Linked DNA regions of Sus scrofa: region 1 is linked to region 2. A link is a contact called in public Hi-C data. All regions are on one chromosome and are shown on one strand. Each heading gives the region's core, a stretch centred on a gene start, on an enhancer-like site or on the middle of the called end of the contact. The rest is flanking DNA. Distances are from core to core; before and after follow the strand shown.

Evidence for each region. A called contact is a pair of places that touch in the nucleus more often than the background predicts.
Region 1: a Hi-C map of liver shows a contact between it and region 2, with 3 times the contacts expected there. The contact joins the promoter of CRKL here to the promoter of LOC100155534 in region 2. A contact is called at or near these places in 2 of 5 promoter capture datasets (fetal liver and liver), 1 of 47 Hi-C or Micro-C datasets (liver) and 1 of 2 datasets of contacts at active chromatin or transcription factors (alveolar macrophages).

What each region holds. Positions count from the first base shown.
Region 1 is chr14:50,526,342-50,531,626 of Sscrofa11.1, reverse strand. It overlaps CRKL (crk-like protein), which reads right to left and starts at 2,677. Exons shown (of 3, transcript XM_003132994.4): 1 at 1,905-2,677. The coding sequence starts at 2,215.
Region 2 is chr14:50,244,650-50,250,231 of Sscrofa11.1, reverse strand. LOC100155534 (verprolin) reads left to right here and starts at 3,924. Exons shown (of 7, transcript XM_013983173.2): 1 at 3,924-4,134. The coding sequence starts at 3,999. It overlaps MIR130B (microRNA 130b), which reads left to right and starts at 5,112; the gene lies at 5,112-5,191. It overlaps SDF2L1 (stromal cell-derived factor 2-like protein 1), which reads left to right. Exons shown (of 3, transcript XM_001929542.5): 3 at 223-625. The coding sequence ends at 504.

The DNA of each region.
Region 1 (5,285 bases), core at 1,428-3,927, 280 kb before region 2:
CACAAAGTAGGAAAGTAATTTACTTAAACGTATTTATTTAATGGCTGCACTCAAGGCATATGAAGTGCCTGGGGCAGGGACTGAAACTGAGCCACAGCTATGACCTAAGCCATAGCTTCGGTAATGCTGGATCTTTTAACCCACTGTGCCACAGTGGGAACTCCTACTTAAACGTATTTAAAAATCTCCTTACAGTGAGTTCTAAGATGATCTCCAACCCTGATCCTGGAATTACACTGGGCTAAAAGTTGACTCCAGAGTCAACTGGAGACCTGGAGGTTTCACCAATGAGACTCTTGGTGTCTATCTAGGTCTTTGTTATACAGTATCTGATTTATAATCACTTTCTCCCAGTTTTTAAAGCCCATTTAGTTAAGCAGTTAATCTTACAGTCATTATATCATCAAGGCTCTGTTTCTTCTCTATCTCCATCCCACAGAAACAACACTTAAGGCATTCAGTGTGTACTCATTAATTAATTATAACAGCTTTTAATGTTTAAAGCTCAGAGTAATATCTTGTCAGCAAGTCTATAAAGTCAGAAAGAGCTCATCATTAAAAATCTATTAGCGCTTTGTTTTTTTTTTTTTTCTCTCTAGCTTTTTAGGGCCACACCCATGGCATATGGAAAATACTGGGCTAGGGGTTGAATTGGAGCTTCAGCTGCCAACCTATTCCACAGAAAAGCGGGATCTGAGCCTTGTCTTCGACCTACACCACAGTTCACGGTAACACCAGATCCCCCACCCACTGAGCAAGGATGAACCCACATCCTCATGGATACTAGTCAGATCTGTGACCAGTGTGCTGCATCGGGAAGTCCCTTGTCCTTGTCAAATAAATATTTAAGAAACAAACCAGGCAATGAAATACTTTTTACTTTTAAAATTCTAGCAATATCTTTAGTCCAAATTTGGCATAACTTAAAAGAAACTTCTAACAAAACACTAAGGCAAGCAATCATATAAAAAGAGGATACCTGATGCTCAGTGTTACTCTGGGTTAAGTTTAAAATAGATACTTAATCATTAAACCTAATACAAAAAGTACACCTGGGAGTCCTCTTATGGCACTGTCTGGCAATGTCACTGCAGCTGCTCTGCTTACTGCTGTGGCTCTGGTTCAATCCCTGGCCCAGGTAACTTACATACGCCACAGAAGAGGCAAAAAAAAAAAAAAAAAAAAAAAAAAAGTACAACTGAAATTCAACTAGGAGATAATTACGGTGAGTGTCATTCAAAAATTTCCCTTAGTAATATTTTAGCCTTATTCCTCCTTGGAGATTTAACCAAATGTATTTCTAGTTTATTAATGGTCCAACTTGGGGAAAAGCTGTTAATTAAAAAAAAAAAAGTCCTCGTTGAAGCCAATGCACCCTCTTTCAAAATCTTTGTTAACTAACGTATTATAAAATAGGTGCCAGGCTTATTTCAAATTAACACCAGGATACAGTTCTGATATTTCAGTTAATATTTCAGTTAAAGATACTGTTTCTAAATGGTAAATCATTTTCATCTGTCGTGTGGTGTTCCAAAGGCTGCAGTCCAGGAGTTCCTCACCTGGAGTTCAGAGACAAGACCTTGAAAGGTGTGCAACTTGTGGGTGTGTGTGCGCGCGCGGGCGCGCGCTTGTGGGGGGGCCGGGTGGCGCCAAGCCTATCTTCAGTCTGTGTCCCAAAAAATGTTTCAGAAACAACAAAATCCTGCTTTACCATGAAACTTAGACGACGCAAAAAGCGCCCATTTTTAACGATGCACCCACAGTTCAATACATTTCAAATGCACCCCCTTATCCGCAGCGACCCAGACGCTGACACTACCTTCCGCTCGGAATGCCTTATGGAGAACAACGCGGTTCAGAAGGCGGGGATCTGGGCCCACCCACACCACGCCCCGCCCGCGTACCTGGGCGCTGGCTCGATGAGGGTGGTGGTGTCCAGGTAGTGGATCTTGTAGAACTCCAGCAGGGCCGGCAGGTGGTCGAACTCCTGGTCCCCGATCTTGAAGCGGCGGTTGGGCAGCGAGTTGATGATGTAGTGGGACACCCGCGAGTTCTCGGATACCGACAGCACGTAGTCGCCGGGGCAGGTGGACGAATCGCGGACCAGAAACATTCCGTGGCGCTGGCCCTGGAGCCGGGTCTGCGCCTCCTGGCGAGACACGGGCCCCATATACCAGGCCGAGCGGTCTGAGGAGTCGAACCTGGCGGAGGACATGGTGCGGCGGACGGGCGGCTGTTCTGCCTGCGCTGGACGTTCCGCCCGAGTCGGCGGCGGCCGGGCCTCTGGCTCCCCGCTCCTACGGGGCCGAGCGCGGGCCTTCCTCCCGGCCGCGGGCCCGCAGCATCCTCCGCGCCGCCCGCCTGCCCCGCGGCCGCCTCACCAACGGAGCGGCTTGGAGGCGCGGGCCCAGCCCGGGTCGCGGCGGCGAAGCCGAAGGCAGAGGAGGCCTCCTGGGGAGCCTCCGGTCACTCCTGACCCGGCGCGCACCGGCCTCCGCCCCCGAAGCTCCGCACCTAACCCGCGGCTACGCCAAGTACAGGACCCTCAGGAGCGCAGCGCCGCGCCGCCAGGGCCACTTCACCCAGCCCGCTCCCAAGAGCCACAGCAACAAAATGGCGGACGCGGGAGAAGCGGCCGGCCACCTCCCCCTCCGATCTGCGCTCCCGGTCTGCGCACGCGCAGGGCCAACCCCCGGCGGTCGCCGGGGCCCTCCCCGTGACGTCAGGCGGAGCGGCCAATCGGGAGCGCAGGCATACGGGCGGGGCGCGCGGCGCCCGTGCGCGTTCCCGCGCGCCGGGCACTCTTCTTGGACAGCCTGGGGAGCTGCCGGGAAGCGGCTGGGGCGGCGCACGAGCGGCGTCTCTGAGACCCGCTCTGGGAACAAAGCGAAGCGGGCGGGCTTCTGCTGAGTGGAGGGGTCGCGGAGCCGCCGCCCCTCGGGCTGCTGCCACATGCCCTGGATGGGGTTCGGTCCACCGCCTTCCCCGCGGGGCTAGCGCAGCGCCGACCTCGCGGGTGGAATGAATGGCTGCGGGGAGCATTCCCCGGGCTGGAAGGAGGGGAAGGCGTGTCCGAACCTGTACCTAGAGCCCTGTGCTCCGGCCCACGGGGCCGTTCGCGCCGGGGTGAACCCATCCCACGCCGTAGGGGCTGGGTGGTGTCCGCTCCCGGGTGAACTCGGGCAGCGCCTTGGTCCGCTGCCTTCGTGACTCAGCAGGTTTTCAGGTCCCGGTGCTCTCCTGTGTGCTCGGCTTGGACTGAATCGCTCCATGTCAAACATTTATAAATATATATGGAAATATATATATTTCCATTTCTAGTATATTTATTTTCTTCCAGTTTTATTGAGCTATAATCGGCACACAGCACGTACAAGTTTAAGATGCAAAGAATAATGTTTTGATTTACATACTGAAATGATTGTCACAGTAAGTTTATTGAACGTACATATAGGTGCAGAATTAAAGAAATAGAAAAAAAATTAATGGAGTTCCTGCAGTTGCGCAGTGGGTTAAAGAATCCTACTGCAGCGGCTTGGATCTCTGCAGTGGTGCGGGTTCCAGCCCCAGCTGGGGCAATGAGTTAAAGGATCCAGCCACAACTGTGGCTGGGATTCAATCCCTTGCCTGGAAATTTACATACAACACTGTATTAGTTCCTGGTACACAACATAGTTATTTATCGTTTCTCTGATTTCAGAATGATCACTGTCGGTACCATCATGCCATATTTATTATTATTATTATTGTTATTGCTTTTTAGGGCTGCATATGGAGGTTCCCAGGCTAGGAGTTGAATAGGAGCTACAGTTGCCAGCCTATGCTACAGCCATAGCAATGCAGGATTCGAGCCATGTCTGCTACCTACACCACAGCTCTCTGCAATGCCAGAGACCAGGGATCAAACCCACAACCTCACTGGTTACTAGTTGGATTCGTTTCCACTGTGCCACAACAAGAACTCCAAGCCTCATATATTGTTAAACGAGCTAATAACACATTAAAGTGCTTGGAGTAGTCCCCTGCACATATTAAGCAGAAAGCAGAATAACATGTTTTCTTATTCTTTTTTTTTTTTTTTTTTTTTTTTTTTTTTTTTTGCTGCACCTGCTATATGCAGAAGTTCCTGGGTAGGAGATTGAACCTCCACCACAATGCCAGATCCTTAACCCACTAGGCCACCAGGGAGCCTATGCAAGTTTTTGGTTTTATTACTTAGCCTCTCCCTAGGCTTCCTCCATAAACCTAAAGGTGTGTGGATCTCTCAATAGGCAGGTGAAGGTGGGGAGAAAAGTCTCCATCTTATTTTCTAGCTACTTTTCACTGACAGATTTTACCTCATTGTCATCCACTCCTTTGCCGGAAACTGGCCTTTGGACATCATCACTTATGTCCACTGAAGCCATCACATTCCTTGGTCTTCTGGCCCTATGTGTTTATACTGAAAATCTCTGTCTGGAGTTCTCTGGTGGCTCAGCAAGTTAAGCACCTGTTGTCACTGCGGTGGCTTGGGTTTAATCCCTGGCCTGGGAACTTTTGCAAGCCCTGGGTGTGGCCAAAGAAATTCTTTCTAGAGAGACTCCTGTTTGGTTTGGTTTGTTTTTAGCTTTTGGAACACTAACATAATTTCTTCCAAATACATCTCTCTCTTTTTTTTTTTTTTTTTTTTTTTTTTTTTTGGCAGCCCCATGGCATATGGAATTCTCAGGCTAGGGATCAGACAGCGCCACAGAGTGACCTACACTGCAGCTGCAATCCTTTTTTTTTTACTTTTTATTTTTTTATTTTTTGTCTTTTTAGCTATTTCTTGGGCCGCTCCCACGGCACATGGAGGTTCCCAGGCTAGGGGTTGAATCGGAGCTGTAGCCACCGGCCTACGCCAGAGCCACAGCAACGCAGGATCCGAGTCGCGTCTGCAACCTACACCACAGCTCGTGGCAACGCCAGATCCTTAACCCACTGAGCAAGGGCAGGGACCGAACCCGCAACCTCATGGTTCCTAGTCGGATTCGTTAACCACTGCGCCACGACAGGAACTCCTGCAGCTGCAATCCTTTAACCCACTGTGCTAGGCCGGGGATTGAACCTGTGTTGATCCTTTTGTACCACAGTGGGAACTCCTCCTCCAGTATATTTTCCCTGTTTCTTTCTTTTTTTTTTTTTTTTTTTTTTTTCTTTTTGTCTTTTGTTGTTGTTGTTGCTATTTCTTGGGCTGCTCCCGCGGCATGTGGAGATTCCCAGGCTAGGGGTCTAATCGGAGCCGTAGCCACCGGCCTACACCAGAG
Region 2 (5,582 bases), core at 2,675-5,174:
GCTGGTGTTTGAAAAATTTACGGAGGTGGGGGGTGGGGGGCTTCTGAGTGCTGGGGGTAGGAGTTGTGTTGTCCTATTTTGCAGCTGTGGAAACTGAGGCTCAGAGAGTTGCAAGGCAGGCCCCTGGGTGTGAGCGCAGTGCTAGACAAGTGTCTACAGGAGTCTCAGAGTGCCCTTCATAATGACTACTGTCCTCCCATCCTGCCCCACCCGCACCCACAGGAGGTGAGCGCCTTTGGGGAGGATGGCGAGGGTGATGACCTGGACCTGTGGACAGTGCGCTGCTCAGGGCAGCACTGGGAGCGGGAGGCTGCAGTGCGCTTCCAGCACGTGGGCACCTCTGTGTTCCTTTCGGTCACCGGTGAGCAATACGGGAGTCCCATCCGTGGGCAACACGAGGTGCACGGCATGCCCAGCGCCAACACTCACAATAGGTGGAAGGCCATGGAAGGCATCTTCATCAAGCCCAGCATGGACCCCTCTGCAGGTCATGATGAACTCTGAGTGCTCTGGATGGGTGGATGGAGGGCAGAAGGATGGGTTGACTGCAGACCCACTCTTGGGGGAAACTTTGGGTTTGTAGGGATTCTTAAGTGCCTTTATGATTAAAGAATGTTGGTCTATGGTTGTATTTTGCTGTGAGTCTAGGGGTGCCCAGCAAGCGCCAGCCCTCCCTGGCCTGGTTCAGCATCTCTTCCTCAGTGCAAAACCTCTATCTCCATAACAGTTGGCAGCTGAACCTGTCCAAACCTCTCTGATGCTCTTCTGTACACTCCCAACACTGCTCTGGGCCATCACAGCCCCTGCTCTACCCTCAGATGGTCCAGTGGCAAGTGACCCCAGCTCCCAGGCCCTGAGCTTTACAAACCTTCCTGATAAGGGTGGGGGCCAGGGCTGGGGTCAGGGGGAAAGCAGGAGCCCCACTCTCTGCCAGCTGGGATGGGCACAAGTTCTCCAGCCCCCTCATCCTTTGAGGTGCTCCCCCTCCTCTTGGCGCCTCTTGCAGTTGCTGCAATCTCACACGTCTTTGACCAAGAACCGGGTCAGGACTCTGCCTATCTGCTGGAAATTTGCATCACAGTTTCCCTCACTCTTGGTGCAAATAGCACTCCACACACCAAGCCAGCCCTGGAATGTAGCATCTCAGGCTCCACTACAACCCTTCAAAGTCCTGAGGCCATAGAGAAATTTCAAAAGATATCACAAGGGAAGTAACCACAGAGAACTGCCACCCTGAAGCCACTAACAAGTCTTCCTGGAAGACAAGACACAGTTTTTTCTTTTTTTTGGCCACACCTTCAGCATGAAGAAGTTCCTGAGCCAGGGATTAAACCAGTGGCATAACACTGACCCAAGCCACAGCAGTGGCAACACCAGGTACTTTTTTTTTTTTTTTTTTTTTTTTTTTTTAACATTTTTAGGGCCACACCCGAGGCCTATGGAGATTCCCAGGCTAGGAGTTGAATAGGAGCTTTAGCCGCTGGCCTACACTACAGCCACAGCAATACAAGATCCGAGCCACGTCTGCAACCTACACCACAGCTCATGGCAATGCTGGATTCTTAACCTACTGAACAAGGCCAGGGATCCAACGTGTGTCCTCAAGGATGCTAGTCAGATTCGCTTCCACTGAGCCACAACGGGAACTCCAGCACCAGATCCTTAACCGGTTAGGCCACCAGGGAACTTGGAAGAGGCACGATTTGAGCCAGCAAAACTTTGCAACTTAAGAAAAGGAACAATAAATAAATAGTGTTCTGATATACGAAGGTAACAGTAGTTTTTCTGGTGTGTGGGTGCCCTCTAGAGGTGATAGTGGAGATTACATCCCTAGAGGCTTTGGGGAGCTGCTGGAGGTGGAGGATGCGACTTTGCAGGATGAGAATAATAGAGCCCAAGGAGAGGATGGGGGTGGCAGCTGGTTGGAAGGGGCTTGGAGGAGGGTGGGCAGAGCACCTCACTTTTGAGAACTCATTGACCTTAGTGGGTGAGAGAAAAGCTCTAGTCAATGTGAGACCTGAGGGGAGGAGGGTCACGGTTAGGTCCTTTGCTCCCCCTGCCCTCTCCCCTATGAGCTCTTGCTCTGCTCAAGCCTTTTTTTTTTTTTTTTTCTTTTTTTGGCTATGCCTGTGGCATATGGAAGTTCCTAGGTTAGGGGCTGAATCGGAGCTGCAGCCACCAAACTACACTGCAGTCATAGAAACACTGGAGCCAAGCTGCATCAGCAAACTATACCACAGCTCATGGCAACATTGGATCCTTAACCCAATGAACCAGGCCAGAGATTGAACTCACATCCTCATGGATAATAGTCAGGTTCTTTACCACTGAGCCACAAGGGGAACTCCTGCTCAAACCTCTTGAATAGTGTCTACAAGTCTAGATTTCTCTACCATCACTCATATGACCTGAGACAGGAGTGCAAGCAGGTTGTTGGTAGGTGATCCCACAAAACACTGAGGCGGAGGAATAGGGCTTAGAGGAGCAGGAAGGCAGCCGATGAAGCCTTATTCACACTGGGGAGCTCTAGGACCCCATGGAGAACATACATTAGAGTTCTCTCCACCAAAGGCTAGAAAGTGGGGCACTCATCCAACCAACATATCTTCTCTCATTGTCTGAGGGCTGCTGGGGGTGGGGTGGGGCAGGGATTTACTCTGCAGCACTTCCCAATTGCCCAGTAGTCCTCAGCCAGAGAAGCATCCTTTCTGTAGAGGTGAGTGTCAAGGGAATGGAGGCGGGGCACCAGCAATGTGGACCACATTGCACTCCTCTGGCCCCTCTGGGCTGTAAGAGCCTGCTTCTGCTTCTGTCACCTCACTTTCCAATTACCACACACAGAAAAGTGAGAAGTATTAATTAAGAGCAGAATCCAACAGTGCACAGCATGTAGGAATCCTTGGGAAATCAAGGCTGAAGCTGTGGGAGCAGGTGAGATGGCTGCATGCAGAATGCAGGGCAAGACCAAGAATCAAAACTGCATCAGCAGCAGCCGTGGTGCTCTCATTTATTGAAAACTAAGTGCCAGGCCCTAGGTCAATGATTTGCACAGCATCTTATTTGCTCCTGGCAACACCTGTAAGAAGCACAGTTCAATTCTCTTCTTAATTCTGCAGACGAGGCAACCAAGATTGCTGAAGACTCAAACCCAGCTGCACCTTCCTGCGTAGCATTTACTCTCAGGCTTTGGACGGAGAATAAAAGAGGAAAGGGCCCAGATGCATGGTAGCCAAATCACCCCCCACCCCACCCCCAACACACACTGCAGCTCTGTGAGGGCCAGGAGAGCTGGTGTACATCATTCCGGGTCGTCAGGCTCCGTAAGAACTTAATGGAATGGTTATCCACAATCACGCAGGTACCCAAGCGAAGCCCCCTTCCCTGTGCCTCCCATCGTTCCACAAGGCTCCTGGGGCTCCAAGACCAGGTCCTGAAGCCCAGGCCTATTCAGCGGCTTCAAGCAAATCTCATTTGTGTCAAGTCCCGCGATGCCGTGGGGAGGGGGCTACCCCAGTCAGAGAGCCCACCGCAGGCGAACGTGCCCTTCCGGGAGGCCCAGGGAAAGATTTCAGTTAGCAAAACGAGGTAGCCAGCGGCCCAGAGGAGACGGGGTGGACTGCGGGTCTCAGCATTTTCCTCGGGTCGCAGCCACCTCCCCAGGGGGCTTGGTCGCGAGGTCTGCGCCCCCACCGGGCTTCCAAGCTCTCTTGCCGGCGCAGCCAAAAAACTCGCGGAGCCTGGAGCTGCGAAAAGGCGGGCAAAGTTCCTTTTGATAAGTTATGAATGGGGAGAAAGTGTTTGTAGAACTCATTGTTAAAACCGCGGAGCCGCAGCCTCGGCCCGCGCCCGGCCAATCCGGGCCCGCAGGCTATTTTGAAATCGCTCTGGCCTCAGCCAATGGGCGTGCGGGAGGCTAGGCCCCCGCAGGCGCTGGCCAATCAGCGCGGCGCTATGCTAAGAAGCCGGGGGCTGGGCCGCCGCCTGTCAGCGGGTTAAAGATGGAGCCGGCGGCGAGAGGGCGCCACGAGGTGCGGGGTGGTCCTGGGGGTCACCGCGGGCAGACTGCCATCCAAACCTTTCCCGGTAACCTCCCGAGTCCTGTCCCGCCCCGGGGCGTAAGGGGCATCCCGCCGTGTGAGTAGCCGGGGCCAAGGTGGGAGCGCGGGCAGGGCGGCCCTACCCGGTGGAGTGTGTGGAGGGGCGCAGCCAGGACTCCGGGCGTCCCCTCCGGGCAGGGAACCCCAGAGAGGCGGGAAACACCCCCCGTGCTTCTTCTTCGCTCTGGGTCGCCGGGCAGGGAATCTACTGGACAGAACGCGGAGCTCAAGTTGGGGACCAGGAACCAGGGGCCAGGGATGGGGCCTGAGCCGGCAGGGGCACGTCGACCCGGAGTGGGGCCAGCTTTCTTCTTCCAGAGACGCGGAACGGGGTAGGGAGCATGGTCGTCGGGCAGTATCCACCCTCGCCCTGGGCGTGAGTGGGCTAAGGACAACCTTGCCGCGCCGGCCCCTCTCCTTTGTGTGTGCGCCCTTTCCCCCCGTCGGCTCGAGCTCCGGGATTGGAGCTGCCTCTTGGTCTGGGGTCGCTCCTCCATGGCAATCTGGAGGTGCTGGGGAAGGTCTGGCTGCCTTGGGGTTCTGAGGACCTCGAGGAAGGCAGCCCCACTGAAAATCTGTCCCCTCTCTGCCCTGATTCTAGGAATGGGCCCCTAGCCCCACCCACCCTCAGTGGAGCTTGCCGCTCCGACTGTCTTGGGATCGGTTGGGGTCCCCCCTGCTGGCCGCAGGTGCTCTGACGAGGTTGCACTACTGTGCTTTGAGGAGCAGTGCAATGATATTGTCAAAGCATCTGGGACCAGCCTTGGGGACCCCCTCCCCCACACTTCCACTTCCCCTGCCCAGGCCAAGCCCCTGGACCCACAGGCCCTCCCTTCCCCCCTGCCCAGTTCGCTCACTTCTCCATGGAAACTTGAGATCCTGGCCAGGCCTGGGCCTCTGGGGTCAGAGGGCACACTTCTCCCCAGGCAGAGGCCCCGCCCCAGTGGGCCTGCATTCCAAGTCTCAGATCCCCACTCACCACCAACCCTGGACCACCAGGAGAGGCTCTGGCAGGCCTGCCTGACACTCTTTCCCTGTTGCACTACTGTGGGCCACTGGGAAGCAGTGCAATGATGAAAGGGCATCAGTCAGGCCCAGCCTGCCGTCCACAGTGCCTGGGGGGAGGGGGGTCTTGCTGCCTCATTCTGCTTCCTAGCAATTAGGTGCAGGTGCGGAGCAGGGCTGGACCCTCCATCAGAACGTCAGGTGAGGGCAGAGCTGGAAACTCATCCCCTAAGCTCTCTGTCTGGGTCCTGGCTGGACAGGGCAGGGGCAGAGACCCCAGAGTCAGAAAAGCTATGGTTTGAAGATGATCTTTGCAACCAGCACTCAGGTAAGCCTGGGGGCTCCAGGTTTGGTCAGGACCCAGTGGAGAAAGGCCCATTGCTTTGCACAGAGGGTCTAACTGGACCTGGCTTAGACCCTTAACCACGTGGAGGTGCCCTAAGACCAGCCCTCTTTGAAGGCCTAGGGAGGGCCAGGCCT